Regions from separate parts of the Nomascus leucogenys genome. Here region 1 is linked to region 2. A link is a contact called in public Hi-C data. All regions are on one chromosome and are shown on one strand. Each heading gives the region's core, a stretch centred on a gene start, on an enhancer-like site or on the middle of the called end of the contact. The rest is flanking DNA. Distances are from core to core; before and after follow the strand shown. Region 1 has its middle 32 kb from the start of RSPH1. Region 2 holds the start of TFF3 (trefoil factor 3).

What was found. A called contact is a pair of places that touch in the nucleus more often than the background predicts.
Region 1: a Hi-C map of an unstated tissue shows a contact between it and region 2, with 2.2 times the contacts expected there. The contact joins the enhancer-like site here to the promoter of TFF3 in region 2. A contact is called at or near these places in 3 of 4 Hi-C or Micro-C datasets (a lymphoblastoid cell line and an unstated tissue).

Annotation. Positions count from the first base shown.
Region 1 is chr25:27,484,172-27,488,143 of Asia_NLE_v1, forward strand. No RefSeq gene overlaps it. Among named protein-coding and RNA genes, the nearest start is that of RSPH1, 32 kb to the right of the region's middle. Within about 2 kb of position 1,975, the one cell type or tissue checked has an H3K27ac peak away from gene starts, as active enhancers do. A contact at or near this core is called in a lymphoblastoid cell line, where this site is marked.
Region 2 is chr25:27,363,798-27,367,989 of Asia_NLE_v1, forward strand. TFF3 (trefoil factor 3) reads right to left here and starts at 1,801. Exons shown (of 3, transcript XM_003280666.4): 1 at 1,504-1,801. The coding sequence starts at 1,735.

The sequences.
Region 1 (3,972 bases), core at 725-3,224, 120 kb after region 2:
AAAAATATGTATGGCCTTTAATTTTCCCAAGAGCTCTTCATCATCCTTTGAATTAAATTACTTGTTTTGTCAGGGCTGGTCTGTTTCTGTTTGTTTGCTTGTTTTTTCTTTTATCCCCCTAAGTAAGGAAACAAAGGACTAGTTGTTGACAGTCTCCTACCCTATTGTTACTTTGTCTCATTTTTCCAGAACCTCCTTTGTCAGTAGCTTTGTGTATAATTTGAGCAGTCCCCCACATAATGTCAATCAATTCCATGAAACCTTACAGCATTTGCAAGATTGAAAATTTCCCTTTGCCATCCATTGGTGTTATATTTGTATTGAGTTGTGGAAAATTTGACAATCAGAAAAACTGATTGCCAAGCGCGTGGACACAATGGTCAGAAGCAGAGAGATGCTCACGCTAAACAGAGCAGGTGTTCAGTGAGGGTGCAGCCTTTAAATGGTGCGTTTGTGGCAAATATTTTCAAGGCAGTCTGACCACTTTTGCTTCTCTACCAACTTTCTAATACAGGGTCCGAATAACGAATCCTTGGAGGGCTTCCCTGGCCTACCCCAGCCCCAGGCACAGTGGCTGGCACACCCTTAGCTTTCCAGAAATAGTTATTGACTGGATGAATTGCAAATTATGGTAAGTGGCATTGGTTAAAAAAAAAAAACTTCAGCCAAATTAAATTTAAAGGAGTTTAATTGAGCAATGAATGATTTGTGAATCAGGCAGCCTTCTGAGCCAGGGTAGGCTTAGAGACTCCAGCCACATGATGGAAGCATATTTATGGACAGAAAAAGGAGAGTGACGTACAGAAAACAGAAGTGAGGTAGGGATGCAGCTGGATTGATTACGGCTTGACATTTGCCTTATTTGGATACAGTTCGAACAGTTGGTTGCATTTGATTGGCCAAGACTCGGTGATTGGCACAGGTGTAGGCCAATCTGCTTACACCTCCTATTGTTAGTGTTGACGACTTACAGATAAATCTTTAGGCTGAACTTAAATATGTACGGAGGCTAAACCTGGTTTAACAGCATACAGAAAAACAAAAGAGCTAGGAAAGAGGACACCAGAGAGGCCTTAAAGAGTCTAGAGGCGGGGAAGGCCTCTGTGCAGGGTGAAATGGAAGGAAGTGGCTGAGGAAAAGAGGAGTATGGGGCAGAAAGTACGGGTCAGGTCGGGCGAGGGCACCACATGTGAGTGTGAGGCAGGAGCGCAGCAAGGTGGAGATGGGGAAGGCGCGATGACGTGGGCGCTGCAATGACGCTTGTCTCTGTAAACCACAGAGCAGCAGCGGTGGACAGGGACAGCAGTAAACACAGGCCAGCAGCCCTCATGTGTCACTAAGGAAGAGTGACTTAGGAGAGCAGTGGCTGACCAGCTCCAGCAGGGCCTGGGGTCTGTAATCCTGCTTGAGGTCTTCCAGAATTCCAGTGCTGCATGCTACTTTAGGTTTAGAAATAAAAGTATTCAGCTGGGTTTGGTGGCTCATGGCTGTAATCCCAGCACTTTGGGAGGCCAAGGCGGGAGGATCGCTTGAGCCCAGGAGTTTAAGACCACCTTGGGCAACATAGCAAGACCGTGTCTTTACAAAAAACAAAAAAATGAGCCTGGTGTGGTGGTATTCATCTATAGTCCCAAGTACTCAGGAGACTAAGGTTGTAGGATCTCTTGAATTAAGAGGTTGAGGCTATAGTGGGCTGTGATTACACCACTGCACTCCAGCCTGGGCAACAGAGTGAGACCCCATCTCTAAAAAAAAAAAAAAAAAAAAGAAGAAAGAATAAAAAAGAAAGAAAAGCATTCGCACAGTGTGATTCCCCTGTACCTGTAACAGGTCCATTGCCTGATGCACTCTGCAAATCAATATGCCAAGACCCCAGGCTACAGCGGAGAAAGAGGCTTAATCGTGGGGCTACCAGAAGAGGAGATGGCAGGAAACCTCAACTCCATCTCCCCAAGGAGTGTGGGGCTAGGGTTTTTAAGGGTTTTTAGCGTAGGCTGCAGTGTGGAGAGGGTTGATAGGTTGGAGAGTGGAATGAGGCCGTGGACAGGGAGATGGAAAAAGTGGTGTTCTCATGCTGTCTCGGCTCCTGTTGTAGGGATCTTCAAACCAATTGGCATCAGCTGTTCTGCTGGAATTCAGGATCTGCTTAAGCAATTCTTAAACAGAAGCCTTAGGATTCTAACAGCAGGGAAGTTCCTGTCTAGAGGGACAGTGAGGTGCAGGTGGTTGGTATCTCATGCTATGGGACTTTCCCTTACAAGGAAGTGGGTCAAAGTGCAGCCTGATTAATGTTTAATTATAACGATATTTCTGACCAGAACTATTCTTAACCCTGAACCGTGACTCCACCATGATTTCAGATAGCAGCAGCAGCTTCCTTCACCCTCCGCCTTTCTTTCTCCACCCTTTTCTACCTTCTGTCCCTTCCCTGCCTCCCTCTATTAATGGTGCCCTGACCACAGTTCCTCCCCTTTCTCCACTATCCACTTGCCCACTCAAAACCGCCACCATAACCACAAACTGCTGTGTGCAGACCCAACGAGAGTGTCCCCTGAGGCTGCGATCTCAGGGCAGGAGAACAGAGAAGTTATCCGGGGTCAAGGCCAGCCCTCACACCAGCTGGGGGAAGAGCAGGTGGAGTTGAAGGGTTTCTCCAAGGTGGAGGTCCCAAAACCCCCGCTCAAGAAGGCATTGAGGCAGGGTGGTGCTAGATATCCCCTAGACAGGCTCCAGTGAAACTGCCTTTGCAGTATGCTATGACAGTAAGAGAAGTCTGACATCATTGACTCTATCTTGCTTCTCACTACCACGCCATCCTTGGTCATTCCTGGGCATAGGCCAAGCTAACTTTGGGGAGAACTTATAGTTTAACTTGAAAGCAAGGAGGATAACCGTCCCTTCCTAAAACTAACTCCATCCGTGCTCAGGAACTGAAAGCCACCTCGTAAGACTAACGAAAGGCCACAAGGATAGGATTATAGGAGGGACCTGAATTCTGCTAAAATGTAGGCATAGTTTCTATAATCCCCTCTTTCCAGGGGCCATGTGGGGATTTGTGATTTTCCCAATTGCTTCTATAAATAACATCACTATTGTAAAACCTAAGTGGTTTTTTTTTTAATTATTATTATTTTTCCAGACTGACCCTTTGGGGATCTGGGACTCACGACTCAACCGGTCTTGTGGCCCCACCAAGATGTGGACTCAGCACATGAGGACCATTTTCTGCACCCCTGAGATTTCATCCCTAACCAATAAGCAGCACCCATTCCCTAGCCTCCTGCCCACCAAACTGTCCATAAAAACCCTAGTGTCCGAGCCTTTGGGAAGAATGATTTGAGTAGTAACTCCAGTTCTTCTGCGTGGGCCAGCCTCATGTCAGTGACACCTTTTCTCTACTGCCGTGGCCTCGGTAAATTGATTTTGTCTGTGCAGTGCACAGGAAGAGCCCATCGGACGATTACACTGGCAGGGGGCCTGCTCTGAGGATGCTGACGCCAAGGAGACTTAAGAGAGCTGCCAAAGGCTGGGAATAGCCCCAGGTGGTAGGGATATCTGAAACAGGAATCACGCACATTTTTAGATCAAGATGAATATCTTAATAATTCAGCTTATGATAAAGACATTTGGTGATCGAAACTTTTCTCTACCCAGAGTCACATGCTGTAGGCTCCGTATCTGGTCAGCTCCTGCCAGAGCCAACCCTTCTGCAGACAGCAGCTGTCCATGCTGGAGAAATTACAAAAAGTAACTGCCTGATGCCAGCGGAGAGTGAACAAGATGCAACCAATTCTGGAAGGGAGTTGACACTTGGAAGAAAGGAGGGCAGCAGGGAGCTTCTGTCATGAAGGCTGTGGACCCGTAGCCATGACAAGTGACCAAAGGAAAACAGAAAACCACAGCCTTTCTGGTCTGCAGAGCCAGTGGACTAAGCTCATGGCAGCCGCAGCTGATAAAAACCAAGTGAGCACC
Region 2 (4,192 bases), core at 551-3,050:
AGGAAGATGGGCTTTCCCTGTGAATATTTAGAGAGGCAGTCTGTTAAATGCTCAACTCGGGGACTCTGGCCATTTGCCTAAGCGTCTTTCTCCTTGGCACACTCTTATCACCTTCTCGGGAAGTCACATACGGACCTGGGTACCTTCCAGCTGGCAGGAACCCCTGGGGAATCTGGGGTCCCATGAACCCGGAAACAAAGTTCCCCTTCATTGTTTGACTAACAAAACCTTGCCCCTTTCTTTTAAATGAAAACCGTGACGGGAGGCACACACGCCATAGAGATCATTGCAACGCATGCTGCCTGCTTTTCATTTTTTTCTGCATCTCCCCTCCCTGAATGGTTGAGCATGTCCCACCCTCCCGGGACATCCTTCAGTCCCCCATATTTTCATGTTTCAGGCAAGCCTCTATGTCTGTATGTGCAGCAGAAGTTCACTTTGTTTCGTTAATGAACTATTTCCTTAGGAAAATGGGAATCACGTGCAGTATCTTAAATTCCCTTCTATTGCTCCCAGTGCGTAGTTGCTTATCCTCGTGGCGTCCAAACTTCGCTCACACTGGAATCAGCTGCAGAGCTTTAAAAATGACTGACGTTGGCTGGGCGTGGTGGCTTACACCTGTAATTCCAGCACTTTGGGAGGCCAAGGCAGGAGGATCACTTGAGGCCAGGAGTTTGAGACCAGCTTGACCAACATAGCGAAACTCCGTCTCTACTAAAAATCCAAAAAATTATCTGGGCATGGTGGTGCATGCCTGTAATCCCAGCTACTTGAAGCCAAGGCACAAGAATTGCTTGAACCCAGGAGGCAGAGGTTGCAGTGAGCCGAGATTGTGCCACTGCACTCCAGCCTGAGTGACAAAGCGAGGCTATCTCAGAACAAAACAACTGAGGCCTGGCTCTCGCCCGGAGATGCCCTGATGTAACTGGTGTGCCCCAGGCATTAGGATTGTTAAGGCTCTCCAGGTGATTCTAATGGGCTGCAAGTTCGGGAAACCGCTGCCTTTGACCCTGCTCAGAAGACACCTGGGTAAAAGCCATACCCTCATTCCTTCAAACAGCCACTCCCCTGCCGTAGGGTTGCTATGCGATGGCTAAGTGAACCGTGTGCCTGCAGGTATTGAAAGTGTTCTGAAGTCAGGGTTTTCTCCTGCATCTTTCCTTTTTCTTTGTAAATGTGGAAATAATGCATAAAGACCTATATTGTAATTTAGAAATCTCCGCCAAAGATGGCTATGGGGTCATAGGGGATGGGCTCAGGCTCAAACCCTGATTTCAACACGGACCGGGCAGGGCTGTCTTAGATAAGTTGTTAACTTTCTCTGAGCCTCGGTTTCCTTGTCTGTGAAATGGGGACAATAAAGACCCACTTCATAGGGCTAGCGCAGGAAAAAGTGTATATGTGACAGGTGGCCATTATTAAATGAATGCAGAATCCCCCCTTACCCTGGATCCCTTCCCTTCACGCCCACCCTGCCACCAGAACAGTCAGAGCAGTACTCACACAGGCCCACGTACTCCTCGGCAGAGCTGGAGGACACCAAGGCCAGGACCAGCCCCAGCATGCAGAGCGCTCTGGCCGCCATGACCACTGTGGGCTCTGGGATGCAGCTCGGAACTCGCTTCATGGTCCAGGAGGCCTCATTTATGCACCGGTGTTTGCACAGCTGCTCGGGATTGTTTGCTTGGGGAAGGCTCTCCCTCCCGGCTCTGGCTGCTCCTGTTCTCTCCTGCATGCCTTTGTCAAGCTCCCAGACAGCTCTTCTCTCCCAAAGGTGAGAGGTCAGTTCAGCCCCCGCTGTTTTGGCAGCAAGCGGTAAGGGCGGATTCCAGTTCTGGTTACGGGTCCTCTACTGGGGAGCGGACGTGTGTCAGTCGCCCTCCTAGCCTGGCCTGGTGTAGGGTGCAGGAGCCATGTGGGGCTGCGGGACCAGGGCGCGGTGTCCATCTCAGCCTCCCAGCCAGGATCCCTCAGAACACCCCTGGTCCCATGACAAGAGAGCCCCAGGCCGCTCCATCCCGGATCAGCCTCGGAGACAGGCAGCTCTGAGTGAGTCAGGACCCCACGGCTCTCACAGCCCCTGAAACGCAGAGATTCCTTGTATTTCCTTTTTGCTTTCTCCCCTAAAAATTATTAACTACATTTTAATAAGTGGATGAAATGAATTGATTGAAAATGTTAGTAAAAACATGGTACACATAATTGATTTTTAAAATCAAATAATACAAAAGAGCCTCTCCTATCCATTGGCATCTATTGATCTATTGTGAACACTTTTGTAGGTATCCTTTCAGAATTTTTCTCTCTGGAGCTAAGCTTTTTTTTTGTTTTTTGTTTTTTTTTTTTTTTGGAGACAGGGTCTTGCTCTGTTACCCAGGCTGGAGTGCAGTGGCACAATCTCAACCCACTGAGACCCCTGCCCCCGCAGGGCTCAAGTGATCCTCCCAACTCAGCCTCCTAAGTAGCTGGGCCACAAGCATGGGTCCAGCTAATATTTTGTATTTTTTTAGATACCAGGTGTCGCCATGTTGGCCAGGCTGGTCTCAAACTCCTGGACTCAAGTGATCTGCCTTCCTTGGCCTCCCAAAGTGTCAGGATTACAGGCGTGAGCCACTGCACTCAGCCACATTTTTAACACAAACAGGAACTGACTCTCCACCTTTGCCCAGCATACTCTTTTAAAAACTAAAGACTACATCTCAGGAATTGTTTTATAACAACATGTCGGATGAGACAGCGATGATTATATCCATTTTCCAGAGGAAGAAACTAACACTCAACGTTTCTGGTGCCTATCAGAGATTACTCCAGTATCCCTGGTACAGCTGGTAATTAACCCACTCCCAGGACCCTAAGCCTCCGCCCTTGGCATCCGCAGCACCCTCCAACCCCCCAACCTCCTGCAGTGGACTGGCTGGTGGTGGGCAAGAGACTAATCTCATTCCAGGAAAACGGGCTCCTAGATTTTGTGTTCTCCGTGTTTCTTGTCCAGGGAAGCATTTTGATGACCCCCACTGACCCTTCCAGGAGTCTCTGTCTGAAGGGTGGACTTGGTTTATCACCCCGAGAAATGGGAGCTCCTGGCTGCTCGGATTTAACCTCCAGCTGGGGTCCCTGGTGGTGTGTGCAGGGCGGCCCTGAGCCTCCAAGGGTGCGTCCACAAACTGCCCTTCCCCGAGTGACCCACGGGAGCCCGATGGTGCACTTGCTGAGCACCAGGATGTGTCCTGCCCTGTGACTCCCGGGCCCCGCCTTTGCGCTCAGCAAGCCCTTTGTGGATGGATTTGAGGGCCCCTCACCTCTGATGTGCCACTCCCACTGAGGCCAGCGAAGGGGGAAGAAGGAAAGAGCATTGCCTTGCTTGTTTTCAGGGCACTCACTTTTTCCGGGAGACAGTGGACCCAGGTTCATCAATGGACAGCAGGATTTTCATGTTATTAAAAAGGTCATTGTAGGGGAAATCCCTGGGGGATCTGGTGAGCTCTCCCTGCCTTCCCAGTGCTCATAATACCCAGAGGCCAGGCCAGGTCATGGTGCAGGGCTGAGTTCCGGGAGGGTGCAAACACCCCAGGAACAGACTGCTGCCCCTCCGGCCCTCATGATCTGCTGGGAAAGGACCCCCAAAAGGGGCTTCTGCAGATGATGTGGTCTCCACCTGCCGCACTCAAAATTGCCTGGAGTGGGGAGGTTATCAATGCCTGGGCCCCGCCCCGACAGGTGGTTCTGCCGCCTGTGATTCTTCTCTGCGGCCAGCACCGAGAACCCCGCTGGGGTTTGCTTCGGTTTAACTCAGTGAATGTTGACTGAGCTCCTACTGCCGACACCTAGGGTTTAGGGCTGGGGAAGGAATAACAAAGGTGACACATTCTTGTCCTTGAAGAGTCGCCCCGCAAAGGGAGACAGGATCGTGTCAGAGTTAAGATGGTGAAGCCAAGACTGGGTCCCAAGTCCTGCACTGCCTGACCTTGGACAAGTCACGTCCCATCTGTACCTCAGTTTCCCTACCTGTCGCAGGGTGCTCACCCCACAGGACAGCATGAAGTGGTGCTGCACAGCCCAGCCAGGTGCCTGGGACACACACTGACCGCCTGCCGGGTGTGCTGGATCAGCCACGACGGCAGAGGAGAGGATTCCTGGTCCCAGCTCTGGTAGGAGCGGCGGCTGTGGCAAGGGGGCCAGAGCTGGCTCCCAT